Linked DNA regions of Danio rerio: region 2 is linked to region 1. Evidence: chromatin contacts called from public Micro-C data. All regions are on one chromosome and are shown on one strand. Each heading gives the region's core, a stretch centred on a gene start, on an enhancer-like site or on the middle of the called end of the contact. The rest is flanking DNA. Distances are from core to core; before and after follow the strand shown.

Region 1 (7,079 bases), core at 3,847-6,346:
ACACACACACACACACACACACACACACACACAAATAAATAAATAAAAACATTTAATTGAGGGTAAATAACTAACTCATAAAGAACTTGTGTTCTTTGCTGGCAAAAGAAATAAAACAACAGTATCCCACTTTCCTTGATTAAACAACAGATAAGTCAAATTCATTTAAGACAAAATTAGTTCACAGATAGTTGTGGAAGAGCTTAATGACTCGTCATAATGACCCGAGACTTTTCATAAGGTTCTTGGTAATGACCACAAGCCCACAGGCATAAATAAATAAGCGCCAATATAAATATATATGGCAAGTTCATGAATCCACGTTGAATACAAGAGATACTTTTGACATTAGTTTTTATCTATCATCATGTCAGAACAAATACTCTTTTTAAACTCTGACATTTGCAGTTGTCCCCGATTTTTTTTTCTACATAAAATGTATACAGGCGTTTTGTGTCATCTGTAAAATGTGTCATCTATATAATGTTTGTTCTTTATCGTACTTGATTTTAAAATATTTGCTTTAGAAATTTTGTGGGTTTTTGTGGGGCTTTCTAGTTGCGCCTATAATCTTATATACTATTGTCTGTTTTCTGTTCAGCTTTGGAAATTTGGTAATAATTATAGCAACTACACAGATCCAAGTCAGAGGCAAAATTCAATTTAAAACCAGGTCTCATACGAGAAATCTGAATTTTTCTAGATTTCCCCAATTAAAAAAAAAACGCCGAAATTACTGTATAAAAAATAACTGAAAAGTTATTTGACATTACATTTTTGTACTTAGCATCGAAACTCTTCTAATGTCTTTATTGCGATTAAAAAAATGTTAGCGTTAACAATGTTTCTTAAATATCTCATGCATTGTTTCTCTCGGGAGAAGAGCAAAGAACATGCATAATTTTATTCTTTTATTTTATTTTTAGAATCAATGTTGAAGAATCCTTAACATCATTGAAACCTTTCAATTCCCCACAAGGTTCTTAAAAGTAATTTTTATTATTAACATTTAATAAATGCATATTTTAAGGTTGTTTGGGCAACCAAAAATGGTAGTCTGAAGACACATATCTACATATTATATGTCGCAAAATATGTTTAAAATTATTTAATTTGTAAATACAAGGAAGTTAAAGAAGAACCAAACTTGCCACCACCACATCACTAATATAGACTTTAAAGAATCGTCTTAAGATGGTTAAGATTGGTTTTAATATAATCTAAACTATTAAATTGGTTTGTGCAGTATTACGGACGCGTCTCTTATCAACATACGTAATAGTTTTTTTTTTATATGCTGCTTTGCCTATCTGGAAGCACAGAAATCCGGCATAGTCTTTGACAAACCAATAGTTTATTTTTATTTATATTTTATTTTTTCTCGCTTAGGACAATAACAGAATTGCGCAATAACAGAATGATGCGCAGCAAGTGCATGGATGTGTCAGTAGTACTCTGTCCCTGTTCCCCGACAATTCAAGCCCTGAGATCAGCTGACGCGCTCATGTGACCAAGGCTAGCGAGTTTGCTCAAAATGGAGTTGTCGGAATCAGTGATGAAAGGGCTTCAAATCCTAGCCGATTCAAACGTGATCGACCTGAAGTCGTATGCGATATTCACAGAGGTCGCCTTCAACAGTCTGGTCTCGCCTCGAAGCGAAAGCGCTCTGGGTAAGATGGTTGAGGTTTTTTCTTTGTGCAGCACTACTTCCGGTGCTTTCCAGACAAGAAGGAAGTCGCTGCGTTGTGTTACTGATGTTATTTTCTTGGGCTTGACATGTTATATGTTGCAGAGCCCAATAACTGGCATAGGCTGACGGACTTTAATCGTCATGCTTTGACTTGGCGTTTGCCTACTGTGCTTACAAAGTGCAGTGTACATTAGTTGACCGCTTAGCCGCATTAGCTAAGCCGTAGTGTGATTAACAACATCATTCTTTTTAAATGTAAAGGAATGAGTCCATATATATTTAACATATGCTTGATTATACCCAAACACATGTAGTATGCTAACATTCATGTATTTGTAGATTTAAAATTTTGTAATCTAATCTGCGCTGGTTATCAGCTAAACAGGTTTTCTATTTCGCTTACATACTCTCTCTGTATAGAAAGTGATTATCTGGCTTGACCGATAATTTAACATTTGTTATGAAAAGGCATTAGCTTAGCGTGTAAGGTTTAAAACAACGCTCTCTCTCTCTCTCTCTCTCTCTCTCTCTCTCTCTCTCTCTCTCTCTCTCTCTCTCTCTCTCTCTCTCTCTCTCTCTCTCTCTCTCTCTCTCTCTCTCTCTCTCTCACACACACACACACGTTCAAGCTTCTGTTTAGACCATTTTTTCTTCAACTTCAGGTCATCCAGAATTGAAACACATCGATCAGTCAACTCTGAACCACTGTCACACCGCGGCAACAACGTTCATTCTTGAGGGAGTTAAGCAAAATGCGGATAAATCGACAATTAGGTAACATATTCTAAAGATCATTTCCAACCCCTATCCGCTTGTGTTCTAAATTCTGAAAATACCGTGTGTTCTTCTAGCTCATGTCTTGAAGACCTGGGGTTTCAGACTGAAAGAGTGGACATATTTTATACTTCATTCCAAGTAGGCTAACGTTTGGTCTCCCAATATTTTTAAAAGAACAGTTGAATTACAGTAAGGTGAATATCTCTCTTCTATATATCTTCTAGAAAAACAAACAAAATGTGGAGTCTTTGTTGTCAAGGTGAGGCATGTGTATTATTATTTTTTTTTTGAAAGGCATAAAAAAATCACTTTTATCTAATTCAATGAAATATTTCCGCAGTGATACTTTATTTATTTTTTTTACTTGCTCCTCAGCATTGACATATGCCCTCCCCATATAACTGATGCTGCATGGCGTCTTGAATATTGTATAAAGGTATGTTGTTTCTTTAAGTTGTCCATCATTTACAATACTTCCATAATATCTCATGACCATTTTTTCTCTCCACAGAATAGTCATGTACATAAAGTCAATCAGCCGTCATACCTGATTTCCTTAAACACTGAGGTATGTAATTCCATAAAGCCTACATGCATTCACTGTACTTTCCAGTAATGGTTATTTTCACTTTGGATGTACTCTGGTTGCTTTTGCAGAGCGGTGGCTGTTCGTCGAAAATTAAGTTTAACTGCACAATGGAGCAACTTCAGGTATTTATTTTAGTCCACAGACTCACTATCAGTTTGACTAAAAGCACGTGGATGATTTCCTCCAGCTTAGCCATTGATTAAGATGTTATTTTTCTAAAGGTTTAAATAGGCTAAAATGCTTTTATTATTTGAAACAATTTGATGTTTTCACAGTTATTTTCATATTTTTGACTCTTCAGAAACAGAGTTTATCTTGCTTTAAAATTCTATTTTGTAGGCCTTCTTATACAAAACTTCCTGATTTAAACCAATATACAAAGAATTTGACGAGCGATAAATATTTAATAATAATCTGTTGTTATTGACATTAATTTACTACAACCCGGTAATTGAATGATGAGTTTAGGCCTACCTGAAAATTTCAAAGTTACCATCGTGTGGTTTCTGTTTCTGTAAAAGCCTGCATACTAATTTTATTATCGTCGTCACACAGATGCCTGTTTGTTGTTGGGGTGACACAAAGGTGAATTGTCCGAAAGATCAAGTCATAAAATTCTTATGCACTCAGTTATCATCACACCTCTTTACAAACATCCCAGAGGTTTTCATAAATACCCACGCGTTTAGCAAATTTGATAAAACGTTGCCATTAAGTTCACATTAAATTATAAAACAGTGATTTTTAATCCTAACTTACTGATTGTTCTATATGCAATCAACAATCTTATTTATGCACGGTCAAACTGGGCTATTTTCTACCTTCTTAATTTTGATTAAGCCCAGTTTTCATTTAATTTTGTGTAGTTTTGTTTACTTTCATAGATCATCAGAGGTTTACGATGTCAACAACTGATCTTTTTTATATTAGGCTTTGCTTTATCTAGTATAGTTGCATGAACTGTTTGACTGCTTTTTTTAGATGTAAAACAATTGACTTGGTAAAAATCAATTTTTCTATATTTTGTATTTGCTTGTGAATAAACTGGATTGTTTGAACTGTGTTCAGGATTTGGTTGGAAAAATGAAGGACGCCGCAAAAAGTGTCGAGAGAGCAACACAGTCATGATTCCTGGAGGTTGTCTAACCAAACGCATCTTTCCGGTTTCTTTTTGTTCTGTTGTTCTTGCATATCGATTAATATTATCTGGTGCTGTGGTTGTTTGTTTGTGGTTGTTTTTCCAAAATGTCATTTTCATAAAATCCACAATAAATCACTTTTAAGCAAGGCTGTCTTTGTGTATGCTAGACTTTATTTCTTTGACGCAATTAAGAAGAAATCAATATTTTAGCATTAAAGTGTAAATATGTGTTGCGCATATATATATATATATATATATATATATATATATATATATATATATATATATATATATATATATATATATATGAGAGAGAGAGTATAAGGACAGAACAGAAAAGACTGCGAGTATGCTATAGATACCGTTGAGTCATATTTGTAGAGTCAGGATTTTCTAGGGGACTCCCGGTCGTATGAGGGAGAGTTCGCAATGTTTTTCTGTACTGCTCTCTGCAACATTCATCACCGTGAATTAATTCAGCAACGCATGCAATGTCTGAACATGCCATCGGCTAATTAATTAAATACTTCCTTGGTGCATTTGCAAGTTTAGATTATGCAGATGTGTATAAATAGAAAATCTTACGGTAAGTTGATCATGTCTATGTTTTGAATCATTCTTTTTTAGCGCTGTTAGCGGATTTTATTTATTTTGTAGACATGTGGCAAACGGTTCTAAGCTGACCTACAAGAACCTATCCTATTGTGTAAACCTTACACGAGCTGGACCACGGTCAAACAGACTTTGAAAAGCAATTCTTTGTTATTTGTTGAGCGAGAGCCGCGCTGAATACACCGACACATATTCCCAGGCCACCCTTAAGGAATTAGATCACGTGATGCACGGGGCGGTCGAACTACAAGCCATTTTGGGGACGGTGTCAGTTTCCACTGAACCATCAGCGCAGCATTTTTCAAAGAGAAGACTGAAGGCGCTAGTCTGGAGAAAACGCACATCAGCCTGGCTGTTTTACACGCGGGAGGTCTAAATACGAAACCGGTTACGTCTCTCCAACAAAGCAAGGCACGCACATCGACAACAGGACCTTTTCTATTTTTTATTATTGTACTGCGCCCTGCTCCACCGTTCTCTTATTGCAATTGACAGCGTCTGCAGCCCTTTTCAAGATGGCCGCTTGGCTCGTATTCATTTTCTGCTGATCGACTTATAACTTTCATTGTCTAACCAGCACCAGGCTCGACTATTCACTCCAGTCCAGAAAGGTACATGTTCTTCGATATCTCCCCTTACATATGTCTAATTCCAATTCAGTGTTTTTGTGAGCTTAAAATGGAGACGTACGTTAGGATGCGGGAACTGACAGGCTCGCGTACGCAACATTGTCTCCGTGTCTCCGCGTGCTTACAGATTTGAGTTATTTTATCTAAGAATTTTGTTTAATGGGTCCACGAATGACTCTTTTTGAGTTGTGTGGTATTCAGTTATTGACATCATGATGTTTGTTTGGTGTTTCTAGCTAGAAGAAACGGTTTAGTTATTAATGAATCCTGACCGTGCACGCGAAATCGGGTAAAGACGGGTCGCCTGTTTATGTCAGGCAGGTTTCTAAAGGATTTTCTGTTTGTCGTAACATTAACTAGTTATCTAAATTTATAGATATGCAATCTGTATGATGTTTACTTGTGATCAAACTTGTTGTTTTGCTAAATTGTGCCTATTTGTGCGTTTTTTTAACTTAAATTTGCACAGTAACCTAAACATGCCAGGTTGTCGGATATACAGGACAAAGCATTCAGTAGCTGACAGCAAACATTCACTACACAGACGATGTGTGGTTGACAAAACAACACATTAAACAATATACTTATTTTACGAATATAACGTTTTTCAGCGTTTACTTTAATTTATCCATCTGACTTAAATTGCTGTTTGGACATCCTATATTGTAGGTTACAAGATTTGTTTGGATCTAAGGATATATCTGTTGGACTTTGAAGCCACTTTACCATTCAAATATATATTTTTACGTGTATGGCTATATACATTTATTTATACTTGAGCTAAATTATTCGTTTTCACCTGTTTTTATGTAGGCTAATGTGTGGAAGCCTTGCTGTTTTTTGTCGCTGCATGTCAAGGGGTAATCTTTTAGTTTATCTTTTAGAACTGAACTTTGTCGCTTTGACCTTTGTTGTTTAAAAAAACATAAGTCTATCACGCGTTTAGCCTATATCTTGTTTTAGAAATTGCAGCTGTCCCCCTCAAGATTTGGTAAACAATTTATTTTTATTATAGGTTATAACGTATGACACTGTTTGAAGTTGTGAACTCAAAATGTCAAAAACCTGATGCGTTATGTAGAATAGGTTAAATACAGTTAACAGTTTGATTCTCCTCAGCTTAATCAGGTGGTATATTAATATTAATCGAAATAGGCCAGAGATCTCTGCAAACTACACCTTCTCACGTAGAACAGTTTGTGTATAAAGGTAATTTCCTCCTGACTGCTTTATTTTATACGTGAAGCCATCATCCTCAAAGTGCTTGTCAAAGATCAAAAAGGTTGTGGTTGTCTGTCTCAAACCAACCGAAACGCTTGTTGCAGTGGTGAGGGCAAACCGTCCTGAAGCCTAGATCATTTCTGTTTGTCTAGTGGATGTTTTAGCTAAAATCTAGATCCTGGCCGCCTTTACAAATTTTAATAAGGATATATTTTTGGACGACTTACCTTTGTTTTAACGTTCCTTTTGGCGTGTATATTCACAACCTTTTTGTTGCCTATATATTTTGATATGAAGTAATATCTCATGTGTTTTTATCATGTGTTCTTTATTCATGTTTCATTCAAATCGTCCTTTAATTGTACAACAACATGTAAAATTGACCCTCAAAACGCCAGTTATAACTACTGTAAGTATAGC
Region 2 (7,706 bases), core at 5,112-7,611, 34 kb after region 1:
ACACTTTAAATATATATTTACATAGAAAAGAGTTATTTTAATTTTGAAATGATATTTAATAGGTTGGTGTAATAGTCTGATTTGATAATTTTTAAAAAAATAAAAAAAAAGTACATAAGTACATAAATGCAGAAGTGACTTATGTTTAAACAAAATACAAATGTTCTAATGTTTTATTGCTATGGTACTGTTTGATAGTTTTGCTACTTTAATTTTTTTTTTGTGCATTGTTTTTTTTTCATAGCACTGGAGAGTATATAATAGAAGTTATCATGTCCAACCTGGTGAGCTCAGCCTCTTTAACAGGACACATCTTTGTTGTTGAAGAATTATGTCAGCCTCCGCCAGTGAAAAATATGGGCCCACACAAAATACAGGTCTGTCAGTCTGTCTCTGTCTGTCTGTCTGTCTGTCTGTCTGTCTGTCTGTCTGTCTGTCTGTTTGTCTGTCTGTATGTCTGTCTAGAAATGCAATGGTATGACATTTTCATAATGCAATTATAGTGATCATACTTACCATGGTTATTAGAATTATGGTTTTGTTAAAAAATGAACTAAAACTGTTCTAAAATAAATTTGCACTAAAAGCATTGCACAAAGTTTTGTACAAATAACAAATAAACTGTGCAGTTTTCTGACCAAAAACATTAACATGAATCCCTGAATTTTGGATTTGTTTTTTTAATGTTTGTATTATTTTGTTAAAGGAACATTTGATTTCTTTTTTAATTCAAGTATTGTTATTTCTTTCTGGTGACACAGTGGCGCAGTGGTTAGCACTGTTGCCTTACAGCAAGAAGATCACTGGTTTGAGCCTTGGCTGGGTCAGTTTGCATTTCTGTATGGAGTTTGCATGCTCTCCCTGTATTGACGTGCGTTTCCTTTGGGTGCTCCGGTTTGCCCCACAGTCCAAGGACATGTAGTACAGATGAATTGAATAAACAAAATTGGCCATATTGCATGTGTGTGAATGAGTGTGTTTGGGTATTACTCATTACTGGGTTGCAGTTGGAAGGGCATGCGCTGTGTAAAACATATGCTAGATAAGTTCATTCTGCTGTGGTGACCTCCGATGAATACAGCAGAGAAAAAAAAATGACTGAACTTTCTTTCTTTCTTTCTTTCTTTCTTTCTTTCTTTCTTTCTTTCTTTCTTTCTTTCTTTCTTTCTTTCTTTCTTTCTTTCTTTCTTTCAGGTATGGCGTTCTCAACATGTCCGTCTTGCCGTGACATTTGAGACCCAGATTGAATGTAATGTGTCCAAAGGTCTGCTGTATAGATGGACTATATATGACATGAGTGGTCAAAAACTGCTCCTCCCGCACATAGACACTGGACGGCAGTATATTGATCTTCCAAAATACCTTCTTCATTATGGAACATATAAAGCCATAGCAAAGGTAAGGGCCTTCTTTCACTTGACTTAAATTATGTGCTAAGGATGTTTTGCAAGGGCGACAAAGTGGCTCAGTGGTTAGCACTGTCGCCTTATAGCAAGAAGATCGCTGATTTGAGTATCGGCTGATCCAGTTCGCGTGGGTTTCCTTTGGCTGCTCTGCTTTCTTCCACAGTCAAAAGACATGCGCTATAGGTGATGTGAATAAACTAAATTGGCTGTAGTGTATGTGTGTGAATGAGTGTGTATGGGTGTTTATCAGTACTCGGTTGCATCTGGAAGGGCATCCACTGTGTAAAATATATGTTGGATAAGTTCATTCCCCTGTGGTGACTCCTGATAAATAAAGGGACTAAGCCGAAGGAAAATGAATGAATGAATATGTTTTGCAAATTATAAAATATACATACAATGCTAATATTAAGCAATTTCTTATTATTTTTTAAAAACTGTGAATGTTTTATACATTAATGTAATTGATCATGTGCAGTTTTCTATCAATTGTTTATCTCATTTTAATCATGATGAAAAAATATTACAGTGGTTTTCTGTTTGTATGTTCTTAACAATCAAAACATCAATAGGCCAGAGATGCCCAAACTAGGGCCCGCAGGCCAAAGTTAGCCCATGGTAACCGTTGATTTGTCCCGCCATCCCATCTAGAGGAAGAATGATAGGGATGGTTTAAAGATTGTCATTTCAAATTTAATTTAGCCTTTTATTTGTTTGTTGTATTGTTAAGCTACAAAAAGCTAAAAGAAATGTTTCAATTCAAAAGGTGTCATTTAATCAGATTTAATTTACGAAACAGGCTCTCACCTGAAGGATAGAGGCAAAGGCAGATTCTGCTTGACTAGTTTATTCAGCATTGAACTCTAAATGTGATTGTTTATGACTGTATTGCAATAAGTTATGATTACAAAAGTGATACTGCTTTAGTTAATATGATTCAAAGTGATGTTTTCTATTTATTTTTAAATATTATGAAATAAATTAAGAAATTACTCATGGCAAATTTAATAGAAAAAGTTAGGTATATTTATCTTCGACCCACAGTGATTAATGGTATTTGGTTTTCAGCCCTTCATACGAAAACGTTTGAGCATCCATGATCTAGGCATTACTTGTCATGAAAGTTGTCAAATCAAAATAGAACAAAAAATACTAATAATAGTGAAAATAATATTTTTGATGCTTATTTTTTGTCTTGGATTTTTGTAGACAGAACAAGTTTGAAACGTGTGTGTGTGGTCCTTTATTAATTAAATGTATTAATATAAATTAAAAGGGCATCACGGTGGCGCAGTGGGTAGCACGATCGCCTAACAACAAGAAGGTCGCTGATTCAAGCACTGGCTGGGTCAGTTGGCATTTCTGTGTAGAGTTTGCTTGTTCTCCCCATGTTCACATGGGTTTCCTCCGGGTGCTCCAATTTGCCCCACAGTCCAAAGATATGTACTATAGGTGAATTGAATAAACTAAATTGGCTGTATGTGTGTGAATGTATGGAGTGTATGGGTGTTTCCTAGTGTTGGGTTGCAGCTGGAAGGGCATCCGTTGTGTAAAACATATGCTAGATAAGTTAACGGTTCGTTCTGCTGTGGCGACACCCGATTAATAAAGGGACTGAGCCGAAAAGAAAATAAATGACCAAATATAAATTAAATTTAAGTTAAATAAATTTTAAATAATATAAATAAAGTATTTAGAAAAATGTATGTACAATCTCCAAATATTTAATTTAAATCCTTATATTAGTGTCAAATATAGTTAGAATTTAAAAAAATTCTTAAGATGGCAAAGCTGAGAATTTACTATCATTCTTCTTATTATTAGTATTACTATAAAAATTACACTGCTTAATATTTTTTATGAAACCTGTGATTTTTTTTACAGTATTCTCTGATTAATAAAGACATTGAAATATATGCCATACAAATATTTTGCTGCTTAACATAATTGCCAGCTTTTATATTTTCCAGCCAAAGAGCTCTAGATTTTATTAAATGCATTTTATTTGACTGAGAAAAATACTAATGAGTTGTTTTGACCACAAAGGTCCAGGTATCCGGAAATGTGGTTTACAGCAACTACAGTGTTTTAGTAGAAGTGGAGCACAGTCATCCTGTCAGTATCATCAGCGGAGCCACAAATATTTTCATCAATCATCGGATTGGCGTTAACGTCACTCTTGACGGACGGAAATCACATGACCCTGATTACCCCAATAATACTCTGAGGTTTGTGACAGTGTTTATTGATTACATTCAGTTGTTTTTTTGTTTAATTACATCGCAATGAGGTGCTCAATCTTGTTTGTTGTAGTTATAGCTGGTCCTGCAGGCCAGTAAACACACAGAAGAGCGGCTGTTTTACCAGGAACATCATGAGCACTGCAGCACTGCTTACATTTCCAGCTCTTGCCTTGAAACCTGAGTTTGACCTGCTTAAGTTCACTCTGACCGTATACAGTGGCAATCGATCATCCTCATCAGAGATGTTCATCACTGTAATATCAAAACATATCAGGTGGGTTTGAACTGTGTCAAATAAAATACATTGGATTTTACGGAAAGTTTTTTTTAAATCACATTTCCAAACGTAATAGTTTAAATATATGTAATTTTTATTAACTGATTTCTTTAGTCTTTGCCATGGTGACACTATATAATATTTTACTAGATATTTTTCAAGATATTTGTATTCCGCATAAAGTACTATTTAAAGGCTTAGGCTGATTAGGCAAGTTAGTGTAATTTGGCAAATCATTGTATAGCAGTGATTAGTTCTGTAGACAATCAAAAAATATATAGCCTAAGGGGGCTAATAATAATGACTAATAATAATAAATTTTTTTTATTAAAAAATGCTTTTATTCTAGTCGAAACAAATCAAGTAAGACTTTCTCCAGAAGAAATAAATATTACAAAATTTGCTTGCTCTGTTAAGCATCTTTTGTGAAATATTTGAAAAACAAAAAAATCACTGGATGGCAAAATTTTTTTTTACTTCAAGTGCATGTACAGTTAAAGTCACAATCATTAACCCCCCCTGAATTATTAGCCCCCATGTTTATTTTTTCCCAATTTCTGTCTAACAGACAGATTTTTTTTAACACATTTCAAAAACAAAATAGTTTTAATAACTCATCTCTAATAACTGATTTATTTTATCTTTGCCGTGATGACAGTAAATAACATTTGACTAGATATTTGACTTTTCAAGACACTTCTATACAGCATAAAATGACATTTAAAGGCTTAACTAGGTTAATTAGGTTAACTAGGCAGTTTAAGGTGATTAGGCAAGTTGTTATATAAAGATGGCTTGTTCTGTAACTTTATATAACTTAGAGGGGCTAAAAATGTTGACCTTTAAACGATTTAAAACAATTAAAACTTTAAGACTTTAAGACTTTATTGACTTTTCTTTTATGCCAAAAATCTTTAGAATAATAAGTAAAGATCAGATTCTGAGCAGATATTTTGTAAATTTCCAATTCAAATAATATTTGATATAGTAATATCAAAACTTAATTTGTGATTAGTAATATGCATTATTAAGTACTGTATTAAACCAAAGATGTCCAAAGTAGGGCCCGTCGGCCAAAGTTGGCCCATTGTAACCTTTGATTTGGCCCACCATTTCATCTGAGAGGAGGGTGAGTATGATCTAGAGGGTTGGGGTGAATGTCTTTAACACAGATCATCATTTTCTAATTTGACATATCCTTTTTTGTTTGTTTTATTGCTGAGCTACAAAACAAAGCAAACTGAAATAAAATGATTCAGTAAAATCTTTGAAAATGTAAATACTGTCAATCAACAGATAGAGGAATATGAAGAAGACACCGGCAAGCAAATCAAGGCAATGAATACTGTAATATGTTCATTATATTACTGCATTCGTTTATATAAAGCAGTGCTTTCTATTCATTTTTAAACATTATTAAATAAATTAGGAAAATAACCCTTCGACCCACTAGCTTCAAACAAGTTTGGCTTTTTGCCCTTCATTGCCCTGATTCAGACTGAATTTTTCAATGTTAAATTGATTTGAACCCTTAGATTCCAGATTTGCAGATAGATGTGTCGCAGGTTTTTTTTATTTTTTATTTTTACTTCTGATTTTTGTCATTCACTTCTTTTTTGCTGTCTTTATATTGTTTTATAAAATGGTGTTTGTAGATTTAGTTTAAAACAAAATGAATTAAAAGTAAAACTATTTCTCTGAAGCTAGCTGTAATAATTTGTGTTTATATGTTCTTATTTATATATATTTTCTTTTTCTCAACAGCAACGTTCATATGTCTTGTAAAGATTGCCAGGAACATTCAGTGAACTGGAATGCACCATTTACTGTCTCTGCTTTCTGTGAGGATTCTGATTGCAACACAAAAAATGTAACTTACCGCTGGAAACTTTACCTGGTTAATGCCTCCAGCAGAGCTGCTGCAGAAGGTAAGTTGGCCAGCTTAAAAAAGAACTAAATTCTCTTCATTAAAAATAATACGTTCTAAATGAAACACTGTGAGTAAATAGTGAGGTAATTTTATATTCTCTCAAATATAAATAAAATTCAGCAATATGTATCATTCATTTTACTTAAAAAATTTATCAAAGTCTTAATTTTCAAAGGGTGTGCTCTCATTTATGCTGGGCACTGTCATAAAAACACCTCAGATGTAAGACTGTTGACATTGTGTTTTGTGATCAAACTGATATCAACTTTCTCTTTCTCAGTTCCGTTCTGCAGCACTATGGATCTCGGTTTACCCTCCAAAATGGAGGAGAGCTTACATTTCTCCAGGCCTGCAGTGACACCCAACACTCCAGCACTTCTGACTGAGAGCTCTATTCCTGGATCTCTGGCTCCTTATCTTTTATCTGATCACATTGACCTCACAGCCCCAGTTACACTAGATTCTCTGACTTCAGTGAAACACCATGACGTTCACAGTCCCAACTCAAACACAAACCACCATGCAGTGTTTCCAGCTGTCATGCATTTACCAGGCATCCTCCCATCCTTCCCTGGGGAAACAGAGTCGTCTGGGGGTCACCGGGAGTCTTTATCTGGCTCCGATAGAGTGTCAATGACAGATTTAATATCAGGTAAAAGTAACCACTCAGTCAGAATCATGTGATTAGTCAATAAAAAGTGTTAATTATCAAAGGGAGAATTCACCAAAAACTGAAGTTTACTCACTATTTACTCTTACACACAAAAAACTCTATTTTGAAGAATGTTAGAAACCAGTAATCATTGACTTCCTTAGTAGGAAAAACAAATACTATGGAAATCAATGCTTACCGGTTTCCAGCATTTATCAACAAAAATAACTTCCATTGTGTTCAACAGAAACAATAAACTGGTGACAAGTGGTGAGTAAATTATGACAAAGTTTTCAGTTTTAATTTGTGTACCATATAGCAAAGTGTTTGTTTTTATGCATTAATTATTGCAATATTCTGCTAGCTTTGTACAGCACTTTATCACGACCCGTTATGACAAAACGAGATTAGACGCCCCCTGGTGGTCAATTGCTTTACCTAATCCGGGTGTAACTAGGGCTTTCACAATAAAAAAGAGCTCTTCTAATAATAAAATCGGAGAAAAACAAAACAAATATTTATGTATTTAGTTGTGTACACTCTCAGAAAAAATGGTACAATGTTTTACCAAAGAAGGTACAAACCCTTGTCACAGGGGCAGTATCTTTGTATGGGACAGAATTGTGCCTTAAGACAAAGAAACAAATTTGTACCATTGCAGTTTGTACAATAAGTACCTTTTTTACCATTGTACACCAAAATGTACCATAGGTTTTTTAAAACCTGCAGATACAATATTGTTCCTTCATCAAAGATACAAATCTGATCCATAAAAGTAGCACTACAGTAACAAGACACTTTGTACCTTAACAGTGTTTAACATGCTTATCAAACACTTATTTCACAATTCAACAATTATTAACAATTATTAAACAATTATTTAAAATACCTTAAATGTTTAGTTTACAATACCTATAGTTTTATAAATACCTTAAGTGTTTAGTTTACAATACCTATAGTTTTATAAATACCTTAAGTGTTTAGTTTACAATACCTATAGTTTTATAAATACCTTAAGTGTTTAGTTTACAATACCTATAGTTTTATAAATACCTTAAGTGTTTAGTTTACAATACCTATAGTTTTATAAATACCTTAAGTGTTTAGTTTACAATACCTAGTTTTATAAATACCTTAAGTGTTTAATTTACAATACCAATAGTTGTATAAATACCTTAAATGTTTAGTTTACAATACC

What was found. Hi-C and Micro-C count contacts between places; a contact is called where the count stands out from the background.
Region 2: a Micro-C map of caudal fin shows a contact between it and region 1, with 4 times the contacts expected there. The contact joins the enhancer-like site here to the promoter of bmi1a in region 1. A contact is called at or near these places in 2 of 18 Hi-C or Micro-C datasets (caudal fin and an unstated tissue).

Annotation. Positions count from the first base shown.
Region 1 is chr24:21,125,315-21,132,393 of GRCz12tu, forward strand. It overlaps bmi1a (bmi1 polycomb ring finger oncogene 1a), which reads left to right and starts at 5,097. Exons shown (of 10, transcript NM_194366.1): 1 at 5,097-5,420. It overlaps commd3 (COMM domain containing 3), which reads left to right and starts at 1,507. Exons shown (of 8, transcript NM_001008734.2): 1 at 1,507-1,670; 2 at 2,353-2,464; 3 at 2,542-2,605; 4 at 2,692-2,726; 5 at 2,843-2,903; 6 at 2,979-3,035; 7 at 3,125-3,178; 8 at 4,125-4,343. The coding sequence starts at 1,535. The coding sequence ends at 4,184.
Region 2 is chr24:21,158,055-21,165,760 of GRCz12tu, forward strand. pkd1l1 (polycystin 1 like 1, transient receptor potential channel interacting) reads left to right here. Exons shown (of 54, transcript XM_073940623.1): 8 at 245-377; 9 at 1,195-1,398; 10 at 3,453-3,634; 11 at 3,720-3,923; 12 at 5,691-5,854; 13 at 6,137-6,508. Among named protein-coding and RNA genes, the nearest start is that of pkd1l1, 11 kb to the left of the region's middle. Within about 2 kb of position 6,362, at least 5 of the 62 cell types and tissues checked have an H3K27ac peak or open chromatin away from gene starts, as enhancers often do.